2 separate regions of the Cricetulus griseus genome follow, and region 2 is linked to region 1. The links are chromatin contacts, called in public Hi-C maps. All regions are on one chromosome and are shown on one strand. The core of a region is the stretch at or near the end of the contact, and the rest is flanking DNA. Distances in the headings are between cores, read along the strand shown.

Region 1 (6,380 bases), core at 2,160-4,659:
CTGACACATGGTGGAACATGTCCTTAATCCCAGCACTCTGGAAGCAGAGGCAGGTGGATCTCTGAGTTCCAGGCCAGCCTGGTCTACAGAGTGAGTTCCAGGGCAGTCGGGGCTACACAGAGAAACCCTGTCTCAAAAACACAAAAGAAAGAAAGAAGCCAGGCAGTAGTGGCCCATGCCCTTAATCATGGCACTCAGGAGGCAGAGGCAGGCAGATGTCTAAGTTTGAGGCCAGCCTGACAAGCTCCAAAGCTACAGAGAAACCCTGTCTTGAAAAACAAACAGGAAAGAAGAGAGAGAGAGAGAGAGAGAGAGAGAGAGAGAGAGAGAGAAGAAAGAAAGGAAGGAAGGAAAGAAAGATAGAAAGAAAGAAAGAAAGAAAGAGAAAGAAAAGATCTTTGCATCTACTGGCATTCACTATGGTTTCCTGGTTTGTGGTGGGGGGGGTCTCATATATCCTAGGCACAACTCAAATTTCCTATGTAGCTGTTAATGGCCATATCCTCCTGACTATGTCTTGTAAGGGCTGAAATTAAAGGTGTACACACCGCCACATCTGTGTGCTTTTATGCTATGCTGAGGACGGAACCTAGGGTTTTATTTTCGTTATTCAAGCACTCCACCAGCTGAGCCGTATCCTCAGCCACATACATTTGGGGCTTTTTGTTTAATTTGTTCAGTCATTAATTTATTAATTAATTTAAATTAATTAGATTAGTTAATTAACTTAGTTATTTTGTATATGTGTGGTGCTGGGGATAGACCCCAGGGCCTTGTGTCTGCTAGGCAAGTATTGTCTTTGTTTTTGAAACATCGTCTCCCCTTGCAGGCCTAGGACTCTCTAGCCTCCCTCCTCTGCAGCCCCCAGGGCTGGGATAACAGGCTCAGGGCACCACACCCAGCAAAATGTATACTCCAACTCATCAAACCTTTTGTCCCCAAAAGAGAGCCTTTTATTGCCTGTAAATGTTTATCAATGAGTTGCTCTATAAATTGGTGAGGTGTGTGTGTGGGGGGAGGGGGTACTGGATGGGGTTGTAAAGTGATAAAGAATTGGAGTGACGTCTCCCCAGCCCATCCCTCATACTCCGTACCAGGCACTAGTCCACAGTACCAAAACAAAAAACCCTGAGAGAAAGAAAGGACCCAGCAGGAAGCAGTGGGGGTTCTAGAAGCCAATTACAGTCTCAGATATTTGAAATAGGAAGGTCTTCCTGAGATTCTGACCCTTGTTTTGCTGGATCTAAGTTCCTGGTGCTGGGGCAGGTCATAGTTGAGAATCTGGCCTTTCTGTCTCTCTGCCTGTCTCTCTTCTTTCCTTCTTTATGCTTTTGGTTTGCTGTTATTATTTTGAGACAGGAATATATATATATATATATATCTGTCTGGCCTAGATGTTGCAGGCTTCAAATTCACAGAGATGCTCCTGCCTCAGCCTCTAGCATTAGGATTAAAGGTGTGCATCACCATACCTAGCTATTTTTATTTATTTTATTTGATATGTTTTGATCAAATCCTTCTCCCACCCCCCAATTGTTTCTCTTTGTCTTAGAAAAACAAAATCAAACCCAACAAACAAAAAACAAAACAAACAAACAAACAAAACAATAAGACAAAAAGAAAAAAATAAAGCCACAAAACTAAACTAAATAAAAAAGCACACACAAAAAGGCCATGGAGCCTGTTTGGTGTTGGCCAACTACTCCTGGCCTAAGGTCTGCCCGGTGACACTCCTCTGAAGACAACTGACTTTCCCTCTTCCAGCAGGTATCAATTGCAGATAGTTTCTTGGCTAGAAGTGGGACTTTGTGTGGACTTCCCCTTCTCGGTGTTGTGAACCTGTGTGGGTGGGGTGTCACACAGTCCTGCTGTGTCTGGGAGACACTGTCTTTGGAGTCATCGGCCACGTCTGCATCTTAGAATCTTTCCACAACCTCTTGGGTTTTTTGTTTTTGCTTTTTGTTTTATTCTGAGTAAGGGGTGCTTTGTGTAACAGTCCTGGAACTCCATTTGTAGACCACACTGACCTTGAACTCAGAGATCTGTCTGCCTCTGCCTCCCAAGTGCTGGGATCACCGGGATTAAAGCCGTTCACCACCAAGGCCTGGCAAAGTAACCAACGAGCCATCTCTCCAGCACCTGCTTTACTTTTGGAAAAAGACCTGTGCTCAAGGCTGGCCCGGAACTCGCTATCTGTCTCGGGCTGGCTCCAACCTGGCAGCCATCCCCCTGCTTCAGCCTCCAGAAGTTCTGGGAAGACAGGTGTCATTGTCCATGTTCACAAGTGTCTTTTCTGACATTCTTTCTTGGTCATCCCAGGACTGGGCACAGGTGAGTCATATACTTGGGGAGGTGACTGGGTTTGGGTGAGACCCGGAAGAGCCTGTCAGGTGCCAGAGACACCGATTGACGAGGCTCCGGAGGAGGAAAGGTCATTCTGTTTTATTAGGGGAGGGAAATGACAGCTAGAGACCGAAAAGGAAAAGGGAACAGAAACAGCAGACAGGATGAAATAGGGTGCAGGGGGCTGCCCGGGCATGTCAGTGCCAGGAGCTCTCAGGGTTGCCGCCGCCTCCCCACGGGTCCGGTGCCAGATTGATGGGCCGCCTGGCCAGGTGTGCACGTTCACCAGTGTATCCCACCATCGGGGCCACTTAGCAGGAACCTGTCACTGGAGTGACTTTGTGAAGCACAGGTCAGGCGGTCAGTTTCTTCTGTGTCGGATTTGGTCTGTTTTGGAGGGTCACTTAACAATCCAGCTAGAGCAATCTCATGGGTGTGCTTTAGGGGTGTCAGTCTCGGGGTGTCGTTTGGATGGGGGGGGAGAGGGTGTCCTGCGGGACCTGGCTGGAAGCTGTTCTGAGGAGTGGTGTGAATGCTGTAAGCACCTGGGGACAGGGCTTGTGAGTCTGAGCCCTGCTTTGAGCACTGTTTGTGCAACTATGTGTGGGACGGTCCCTCTCCATGCCTGTCCCTGGGAGCCCCGTCAGGGGATCTGGGGGTGTGAGTTTGTGCCTCTGTACCTGTGGCATGGTATGTGGCATGGCATGTGACTCCCTGTCCCAGTGGCTCGGTGCACCCCGGTGCGCCAGCGGGTCGGTCTGAGAGTTCACTCCTCGGGTGTGAGTTGTGGGTGTGGGTCCCAGTCAGTGTGTCAGTGTGTCAAACGTGTTATGTCTGGCCACCCCGGGGTCGAGGCTGTCCCCACGGTGCTCCGCCTGCCCTGGCCAGGGCCCCGCCCCGCCCACTCGGCTGCAGGGAAACCCCCAGCGCGCGCGGGGAGGTAGGGGGGCGCGGCGGCCGCCTGCAAGCCCCGACTTGTCCCCGGCCGCGGGCGGGGCCCTGGCGTCACGCGCGGGGCGGGGCGTGGGAGCCAGCGAGAGGCGGGGCGGGGCGGGGCTGCCGCCGAGCGAGCAAGACAGCGAGCGAGCGAGGCGAGCCGGGCGGCCTGAGACGCGGCGCGCTTAGCCACATGCGAGCGGGGCACCCGGGAGGAGACGACGGGGACACCGGAGAGTAGGCATCCGCGGCGATCCGGCCGCAGACGGAGGACGCGCCAGACTCAGCCACAGCAGCAGCAGCCGCAGCAACAGCAGCAGCCACTGCAGTTAGAGCAGCAGCAGCAGCAGCAGCAGCAGCCAGGAGCAAAGCCACTCGGCGGGCTCGCCCTCCTGGAGGCAGCGGCCCGCCACCCCATCGCCGCCCTCCTCCGGCGTGTTCATGCCCCCGGGGTGAGTGCGCACCCCGATTCCCCCGATGCTGCTCACTAAGAGCGCCTAGGCCCGGGGGGGCTCCCTGGAGGAGGTGACGGGATGCCCCCCCCCCGGGGGTGGGCGCGCGGGGCGGGGTGGGGGGGGCAGAGAGAGCGGTGTCCTTGCATCCCCGCTGCCTTGTGCCCCAGCTTTGGTCCCTGGGACCCAGACTGGGCCGGCCCGGCCGGAAGGAAGCACCTGGGACTCGGGGCGCCGGGTCTGGGCGCACAGGTGCCACAGCGGTCTGGCGGGTTTGTTTACAAACAATGGGGTTCAGGCTCGCCCGCGCCCCCTGGTGGCCAGTGCGGCCGGGGAGGAGCTCGGGTGGCCCCGGCTGGGCTCGCTCGGGTCCGTCCGTTCCCCTCCACTAACGGGAGGGTCGGTGTGGTGGGGGGTGGCACCGAGGATCGGCCACACCCAGGGCGCGCGCCCGCCCGCCCGCCCGCCGGGGGCGGCGACAGGGGGCGGTGGAGGCTGCGGCTCCCGCGGGCGGGGGCTGCGCCCCAGCAACAGCCGGTTATTGGCCCCGCGCGCTCCGAGCGGGCGGGGCGGTCGCACGTGGCGGCGTGGGGACGGGCGGAGGGGGTGCGCTGTGACAGCAGAGGGGCGGCGGGGACCGCGCGCGTGCGGAGCTGTGTGGATCTGCAGGGGTCTCGCCTGGGTGTGCTTGCGCTCGCCTCTGGCTCACGAGTCGGTGTCCCCCCTACACCGAGATGTTGGCGTTTGTCACCCGGAGGGGTGTCTGCGTGAGTCCTCCCGGCCCCGCGTGTCTGGCAGGGTGGGGGGGGGCGCACCTTTCCGTGTACGGGGGTGGGTGGCCACCCGACACTGTCACACCAGAGTTGGGTGCCTGTGCTCTTGAGGGGTGACTAGGGCCGGGGGGGTGGGGGTGTGTGGATCTGTCGCCTGCCCTGGTGGCTTTGGTGGTGGTGCGGGCGATGGAGGGTGGGGGGCGAGCGACACTTGAGCTGTGTTTGTGTGTCGTTTGAGTGAGCTGTGTTGGTGTGCAGGGGTCTCGCCCGAGTGTGCATTGCGTGTGTGTGTGGTGTGTGTGTTCGCGCGCGCGCGCTGTCTCTGGGTGTCTCCGAGACATTCATCTGCTGCACCCAGCATTTGGGATGGGGTGCCACCCAGTGCCTGATCGCTCCCTGGGTGACTTGTGACTGGCAAGGGGACCCAAGGCTCTATCTCCACGCTGAGGATGGAGTGCTAGGGGGGAAGATCTAGGCGGTGCAGCGGCAGCCTGTCTGCACGCCGTGTGTGTGTGTGTGTGTGTGTGTGTGTGTGTGTGTGTGTGTGTGTGTTGGGTCTGAGGGGCTTGTCACTGTGATCCCTGGCTCGTATGTGTCATGTGGCTCTCTCTCTCTCTCTCCCCCTCTCTGTAGTGTTTATACCAGTCACGTGAGGCCAGTGTTTTCTGTCTCTGCTTTAGGTGTGTGTGCTCTGTGTGTGTGTGTGTGTGTGTGTGTGTGTGTGTGTGTGTGTGTGTGTGTGTGCTTGCGTGTTCTGGGGCTGACAGCTGGCTGTGGTGTTTTGGGGCTGGGAGAAGAGGCTGGACCGATCGCTTCTCCCAGCAGTGTCTGGTGCCTCCCCGCCTTGCTCTTGCGTTGCTGCCCCGCATGCGAGGGGATGATGCATCCGGTTGTGATGACATGTGTCTGTGTGTAGCCGTTGTATCCTGGGAGCTCAGAGTTGGAGGGGGGTGTTGCACATTCAGGTGTGTTTTGGAATTGTGTGTGTGTGCGCGCGCGTGCGCGCGCGCTAAGGTGTAGTAGGGGTGTCTTGTATCTTGGGATGTCTGTGTGTGTATGCAGGAGAAACACGTTGAAGACTTGTGTCTGTTGTGTTTCTGTGTGACGGCTGGCTGCATTGTGGATGGGTGAGCGCGGGCATGTCAGCACTGGGTCAGTGTGAGACTGAAGCATGGGTGTCTGGGGCGGGAGGAGGAGGAGGTCTCTGGATGGCTGTGTGTGAATGTCTAAGTGTGTCCCCTTGTGCTTCTGAGTGGACCACCTCACTGGTCTGGTGGGGTGGAGGTCAAGTTGGGCAGTTCTGTGAGTTCTTTGGCGTCTGAGTCGTGTTCCCATCACACACACACACACACACACACACACACACACACACACACACACACACACACACGGGTCCTGAGACAGCCCAGTGTGTCCTGGGAGCCCCAGCACCCCTGCTGCGCTCCTCTGTGCTGGGAAAGTTCTCCCTGGCCCAAGCCCTGAGTCCTAGGCAGTTTGCCTGGAAGGCTCGCCACGAGCCCCAGAAGCAGTCTGTGCCCCCCCCCACCCCACGCGCCCATCCCCAGGTGTCCCGGCCCAGGCTGCCCTCTGGGGTCACCCCCCGTCGTGGGCGTGAGTGACCTCCAGGCGGGGTGTCTGCAGGGTGGGGTCCCGCAGCCCCCCTGCAGTCGCCCCGCTGACCTCCCCGCTATGTCCCCGCAGGCTCCAGGGAGCGCCATGGCCCGCGCACGCCAGGAGGGCAGCTCTCCGGAGCCCGTAGAGGGCTTGGCCCGCGACAGTCCGCGCCCCTTCCCGCTTGGCCGCCTGGTGCCCTCCGCTGTGTCCTGCGGCCTCTGCGAGCCCGGCCTGCCCGCCGCCCCTGCCGCCCCAGCCCTGC
Region 2 (6,195 bases), core at 3,452-5,951, 53 kb after region 1:
AAAACTCAGCATGCTGAAGCAGGAAGGCTGAAAGGACAAGGCCTCTTTGGGTTCAAATTCAGCTGGGGTATCTTTTTTGAATTGTGGAGAGAGAACAAGAGGGCAGGGATGAACAATCGGGTAAAGCCTTTCTGTGTTCACAGGAATTGAGTAGTTTTCCCTCAAGGCAAGTCACCACTCCCCATCTAGGCTAACTGTCCTCCCCGGAAAAACCTGGTACCAGTATCCCGCCAAACGCTGCAGAAACCAGGGCATTGCCTACCTCTAAACCAGTAGTTCTCAACTTTCCAATGCTGCAACCTTTTAACACAGTGCCTCATGTTACAGTGACCCAACAAGAAAATCTTCTGTTTTGGTCTTGCAAGACAGGTTTCTCTATATAGTTTTGGCTGTTCCGGAAGAACTGAATCCATAACCAGACTGGCCTCGAACTCAGAGAGCTACCTGCCTCTGCCTCCCGTGTGCTGGGACCTAAAGGCTTGTACTACCACCACCCTGCCGTCATAAAACCATTTCCATTGCTACTTCACTACTCTAATTTAGCCACTGCGTTTTCACCAGGCGTTGGTGGCGCACGCCTTTAATCCCAGCACTCAGAGGCAGAGGCAGGCAGATCTCTGTGAGTTCGAGACCAGCCTGGTCTACAAGAGCTAGTTCCAGGAGAGCCTCCAAAGCCACAGAGAAACCCTGTCTTGAAAAACAAAACAAAACAAAACAAAAAAAAAACAAACAAAAAAAAAAGAAACTCCTATGTAAGGGTCATTTGTCCCCCAACAGGTTGAAAACCAATGGATCTTGACATCTGAGAAGAGCCACAACCTTCACTGGCCTGGAGGTTCCTGTCTTGACAACTCAGTTCCTGATCAAATACCTTCATCCTTGGAATTCTGTTCTCTCTGATCAAGTACAAAAACCAATGATCTGTAAAATTCATCCATTTAGTTCATCACCGTCCATTTCATACGAGGTTTAAAATGACAAAGGTCTCCTTCAGGGTTGTCATTTTCTGCTGCAGGAAGCGCTACCACACTGAACTGTATTTCCAGACTATGACTGTGCTAAAGACTGGCCTAGAGCCCAGTGTTGGTGGCTCACACCTTTAGTCCCAACATTCTGGAGGCAGAGGCAGGTGGATCTCTGTGAGCGAGATCCAGGACAGGCTCCAAAGCTACGCAGGGAAACCCTGTCTCGAAAAACCAAAAAGACTGGCCTAGGAAGATGGATGCCAATTAACAAAAACTTCCCTGTCCTTATACTAAAATATATTTTAAAAGCTTGCTCGTTTATTAATTTGTTTACTTATGTATTGTGTGTTCACATGCAGACATACGGAAGTCAGAGGCCAATTTGTAGTTGATTCTCTGCCCCACCAAGTGTCCTGGAGATCCAGCTTAGAGGTCTTCTACTTTGGTGGTCCCTTTACCCACCACACTGCCATCTTACCAGCCCAGAGACCAAAATCTACAGGGAAGATTAGGGCTGTAGCTCAGTGGTAACACATGCACATACGCGCAGAGTAAACAAGTGTAATTTAAAAACCAAAATATCAAAAAAGTTGCTAGCAAACTCCTGAATGCCAGCTGCTCCCGTCAGACGGTTCCTGCCCTAAGTATCACAGGCAAAGTGTGCTAGAAAGGCCTGAGCTTCCTAGATGTGTGAAAACCACAAGCTCTGTTTTTCCTCTTTGTTTTTTGAAGTTTCTAATTTAGGAGCACACCATGTACCTTGAACCCAAAGTGGTTTTACAACATTTGATTGAACCTAGGACAAGTGGGAGGAGAGGGGGACTGACAGACCTTTTACAGGAAACAGGAAGTAGCGGCTTCCCCCACCCTGTCCTGCAATCTCTTAGAGCTCAACTAGCAATTCTGTACAATGTAGGAAGCCTTAAAATCTGGGTGGAGGAACTTCTCAACAGGAAAGAACTTCAAAATCCCAGGGCTGCTTGGCCTGCTGGGATTCACCTTTGAGCCCAGCACTCATATAGGCAGGAAGATTTGGGTGAGCATGGTCTACATGACCTGTGTTACAGGTCAGTCAGGGCTGCACAGTGATAACCTGTCTCAAAAAATTAGGAATAAAATAAAATCCCAAGGCCCTCTCTGCCAACATGGAGAAGCTGTTACCACCAGGTGGCAAAGCCACAGGCCCAAACCCTGCCACACCCTGTGCTTGCACTGTGTTAGTGGTGAGACTCACAAAGCCAAGGTCTGGAATCCAGGGGATTGTCAGAAGGAATGTGCTGCATGCTGTGCGCCCTCGAGGGCTCAGGGCTGGAATCCTAGCTCAACAGTCCCATTGTAACAGCTGACTAACAATGTCAGCTGGAGAATATTTTGATATCTTCAATCTCTGTCCCCTGTAAAGGAAGACACTGCACAAAAGGCAAAGCGCCGGCAGAGCCCTCAGGAATGGCACACCAAGGCTGCCAAGTACTGGCCTGGGCTCCCCACATTCTCCTCATAGTGAGATAAAGTGGCTCCCAAAAGAGGCTTCCATGTCCACCCCAGAGGGCACCACCAGAAGTGATTCCAGGGACACCTCCAGCTGTGAATGGCTAACAAAGCCAGGGCTTTTTCTCTCTGAATGCAAAAAGCAGGCCTCAATCAAAGAAGGCCCTTAAGCCATAAAGTCCTTCACAACAGGGCCAAATGTCACACTAGTAAGAGGGTGTGATTTATAAACTGACAAGAGCCGCCCACAATGCTCCTTTTGTGCCCTCCATTTGTTGACAATGTCTCTTCCCCCACCAAACTCAGGCAGCCATGCAGAGAAAGCCGGACTGGGCCTCAAAAAGAAAGGACCCCAGGTTTGGCCCAAACTCCAATGTTCACTCTGCATAATTCCAGTCCTGTGAATAGACCCTAAAATTAGAGCTAATAATTCCTCTGCATCAGGCCCACAGCTAAAGCCGTCCCAACACAGACACAGAAGTACGGGAAAGGAAAGGAAAATGCACAGCTCTGCCTCGCTGGAGGCCCCAGGCCCACTGCAACTTTAACTGGACACTCCAGCAAATAAGTGAAACAAGCTTGCTGTGTCTGGCTGTCATGGTGCTACACCAGAACAGTACCCGAAGCAACGGGAACAGACTGCCACAATTGTAAAGGATTTCTAATTTTCTTAAGAAAAATCTCATTTGGAAAATAAACCCATTTTCTTCTGATGGAAGAACAGCAGCTGCTATACTGTTAGCTGGGCAGAGTCGATGCCGACAAGGCTCCCCTCACACACACTTACGAAGGCCCCGCCCGCCCCTCCTGAGGCCCCAGGGTTTCTGACCCAGGCTCTTGGCATCACCTTTTTGACCATGGTTGTCTCAGATGAATCCAGCTTTGCTCTCTTGGTGTCAGGTCCATCTTCTACTACTTGACTAACTTTGGCAACTTTGGTTTTCTCTCTAGAGTGACAAGAGAAGGAAATCAAGTTTGAGCCACGAGTCACATGACTGGAACATGAATTTCAAGAAATGCTATCAGCTAACAGGTTATGTATGTGGAAAAGCAAAAAAGCAGAGTTCGAGGCCAGCCTGGTCAACACAGTGAGTTCCAGGACAACCAGGGCCACACAGAGAAACCCTGTCAGGAAAAAACAAACCGCAAGACAACTTTGGGGTCAGTGGGTTCTTCGACCACTGAAGACATGGTGAGCAAGTTAACCATTCTGAGAATAGGTATCCCTGGTGTGATTAAGGGAATAGGAAGGTGTAAACAAACTTCTCAGCATAAACAAACATCCAGAGCCCTGGTTTTGCAAACATTCTTGAGGAACTGTGACCTAAAGAACCAAACCTGGGCCAGGGGGTGGTGGCACAAGCCTTTAGTCCCAGCAGTTAGGACTCAGTCTGTGAGTTCCAGACCAGCCTGGTCTACAAGAGCTAGTTCCAGGACAGCCTCCAAAGCCACAAAGAAACCCTGTCTCGAAAAACAAAAAAGAACCAAACCTGGCCAAGCATGGTAATGCACATCTTTAACCCCAGCACCTGAGAAGCAGAGGCAGGTGGAGCCCTGTGATTTTGAGGCCAGCCTGGGAGTTCCAGGACAGTCAGGGCTGTTACACACAGAATCCTTATCTCAAAATAAAACAACAACAAAAAATAAATAAAATAAAATGCTTAACCTAATTCCTCCTTCTGCTGTGGGAATCTCAAGCTAGAATAGCCCAGCCTGCTTTTGTTATAATGGCTCAATGTATAACACTCCTAGAACCAGATCTTTCTAAAGTTTCTGCATGACTAGGAGAGGAGAGGTAATGGTAAAAACATCTTTCTTTCTGAGACAGGTTTTTTTCTGTGTAGTCCTGGAACTCACTCTGTAGACCAGGCTGGCCTTGAACTCCAATCCACCTGCCTCTGCTTCTCGAGTACGCCACCACCATATGGTTCAAAGTTTCACTTTACAGACAAGAAACTTGTGGGCCAGAGACATGCCAATGCCTTGCTAAAGAGACTAAACAATGAGAGACTGTCCCATCGGGCCTCGGTCACTCATTTGCAAGGTAGACTTCAGATGGAGAGACGTGGGGGAGAATATGGTAGCCAAATAACCAGCTTATATACTTGTATAATCTCTATTGTCTGCCATCTTTCACTTAGAGACTCTAAAGAAAAACTACTGCAGGTCTTGTTCTGTGAGAATCATTAAGCTCTGCGGTCTCATGTTCAAAATGAGGGGGGTAAGGTCTGTGCTCCACCACAGTAGACTCTGGACCTTGGAGCTTTTCCAAGGCAAACTGAATGCGCCCAAAGACTACCCACTTAACCAGCAGGAACTCTCTCCACCATCTCTCAACATGAAAGCACCCACTAGGGATCAAGTGTTTAAAACCCAAGCTCGCCTTCCAAGGACAGCACCCGTGAGTTCCCGTCCTGAAGTTCAGGAGTCTGGGATACCCATACAATGCACCTTGTCCACAACTCTTCCTTCCTGCTTTCTGCTTCAGATGACATCATCGTTTTTGAAGGATGGGGTCCACATATCTCCTAAAATTCTGAACCCACGGAAAGGAATGGTAGTCTTTGATCCTAGCACCCAGGAGGCAGAGTTAGGTGGATTTCGGAGTTGGAAGCCGGCCTGGTCTACAGAGCTAGTTCTAAGAATGCCAGACAGAAACCCCGTCTTAAAAACAACAACAACAAAAATGTGAACCCACAAAGCACGCTACTCAGGAATCGGTTAATCGCTTGTTTCAGAATGTTGTATTATAGCAAAGCAAGCTACTTCATTAGGGCAGGTCATTTCCTACCACAAACACTATTCTAACTGTGGAAACGTCCCCTACTGCCCTCTCCTCCCAGCACTTACTCTACAAACTCATGCTCTCCAAGATTTGCAAAGGTGTACCCATGGTACCCAAAGACATCTCCTGTGAAAAACTTGATGCTGTTTCTGTGACAGAACTGGTCGACTTTAACAATGACATCCCTGGAGCAGCAAGTCAGGCACACCTGCAGAGAGAGACAGGAACTGGCTGGTAAGAGCTGAAAACTGTGAATCATTGCCCTGCTGTCTACATAAATCTTAAATTAAGTGTCTCTCCAGCAGGCTTCAGACCAGTTTCAACAGGTACAACAGGTTCTTTGGGTGCTATGATTAAAAGACCAGAGAGAAGTTGAAGGTTTCAGGGTGCTGAAAATGTAAATGATATGGCGGCCACTTCTGACAACCTTAGTTATTAGGATTTAGCTGGAAAGTAAACCACTCAAGGATCTGTTCCCTTAATCCAAGAACATACAGACTATACCTCACACTTCTCAGGAAGACAGCAATATCAAGGTAATCTAAACTATTATCTAATTTGTTAAAATCAAGCTTTTTCTGGTGGCAAGTAAAAACAGTTTTTTTGTTTTTGTTTTTAACTGACCCAAAGGTCATGTTTGAGGAAAACCTCCCCAACACACACACATACACACACAAACTTTTTTACTTTTTGTTTGTTTGTTTTTCAAAATAAGGTTTCTCTTTGTAATAGTCCTAGCTGTCCTGGAACTCACTGTTGTATGTAGACCAGGCATGCCTCTATCTCCCAAGCACTAGATGTTTTTGTTTTTGTTTTTTTAATGTGTGTGACCAAGTGTGGTAGCACACAACTATAATCCTAGCACTCAAGAGGCAGGGCAGAGGCAGGTGGATCTCTAAAGAATTCAAGGCCAGCCTGGTCTACAGTGTGAGTTCCAGGACAGCTAGGGATCTGTAG

What was found. Hi-C and Micro-C count contacts between places; a contact is called where the count stands out from the background.
Region 2: a Hi-C map of liver shows a contact between it and region 1, with 2.1 times the contacts expected there. The contact joins the enhancer-like site here to the promoter of Bbc3 in region 1. A contact is called at or near these places in 3 of 8 Hi-C or Micro-C datasets (the CHL-YN cell line, fibroblasts and liver).

What each region holds. Positions count from the first base shown.
Region 1 is chr9:10,986,926-10,993,305 of CriGri-PICRH-1.0, forward strand. It overlaps Bbc3 (bcl-2-binding component 3), which reads left to right and starts at 3,410. Exons shown (of 4, transcript XM_027431042.2): 1 at 3,410-3,731; 2 at 6,206-6,380. The coding sequence starts at 6,221.
Region 2 is chr9:11,038,825-11,045,019 of CriGri-PICRH-1.0, forward strand. Sae1 (SUMO-activating enzyme subunit 1) reads right to left here. Exons shown (of 10, transcript XM_027431040.2): 5 at 5,304-5,446; 6 at 3,301-3,400. Among named protein-coding and RNA genes, the nearest start is that of Sae1, 17 kb to the right of the region's middle. Within about 2 kb of position 4,702, at least 1 of the 6 cell types and tissues checked has open chromatin away from gene starts, as enhancers often do.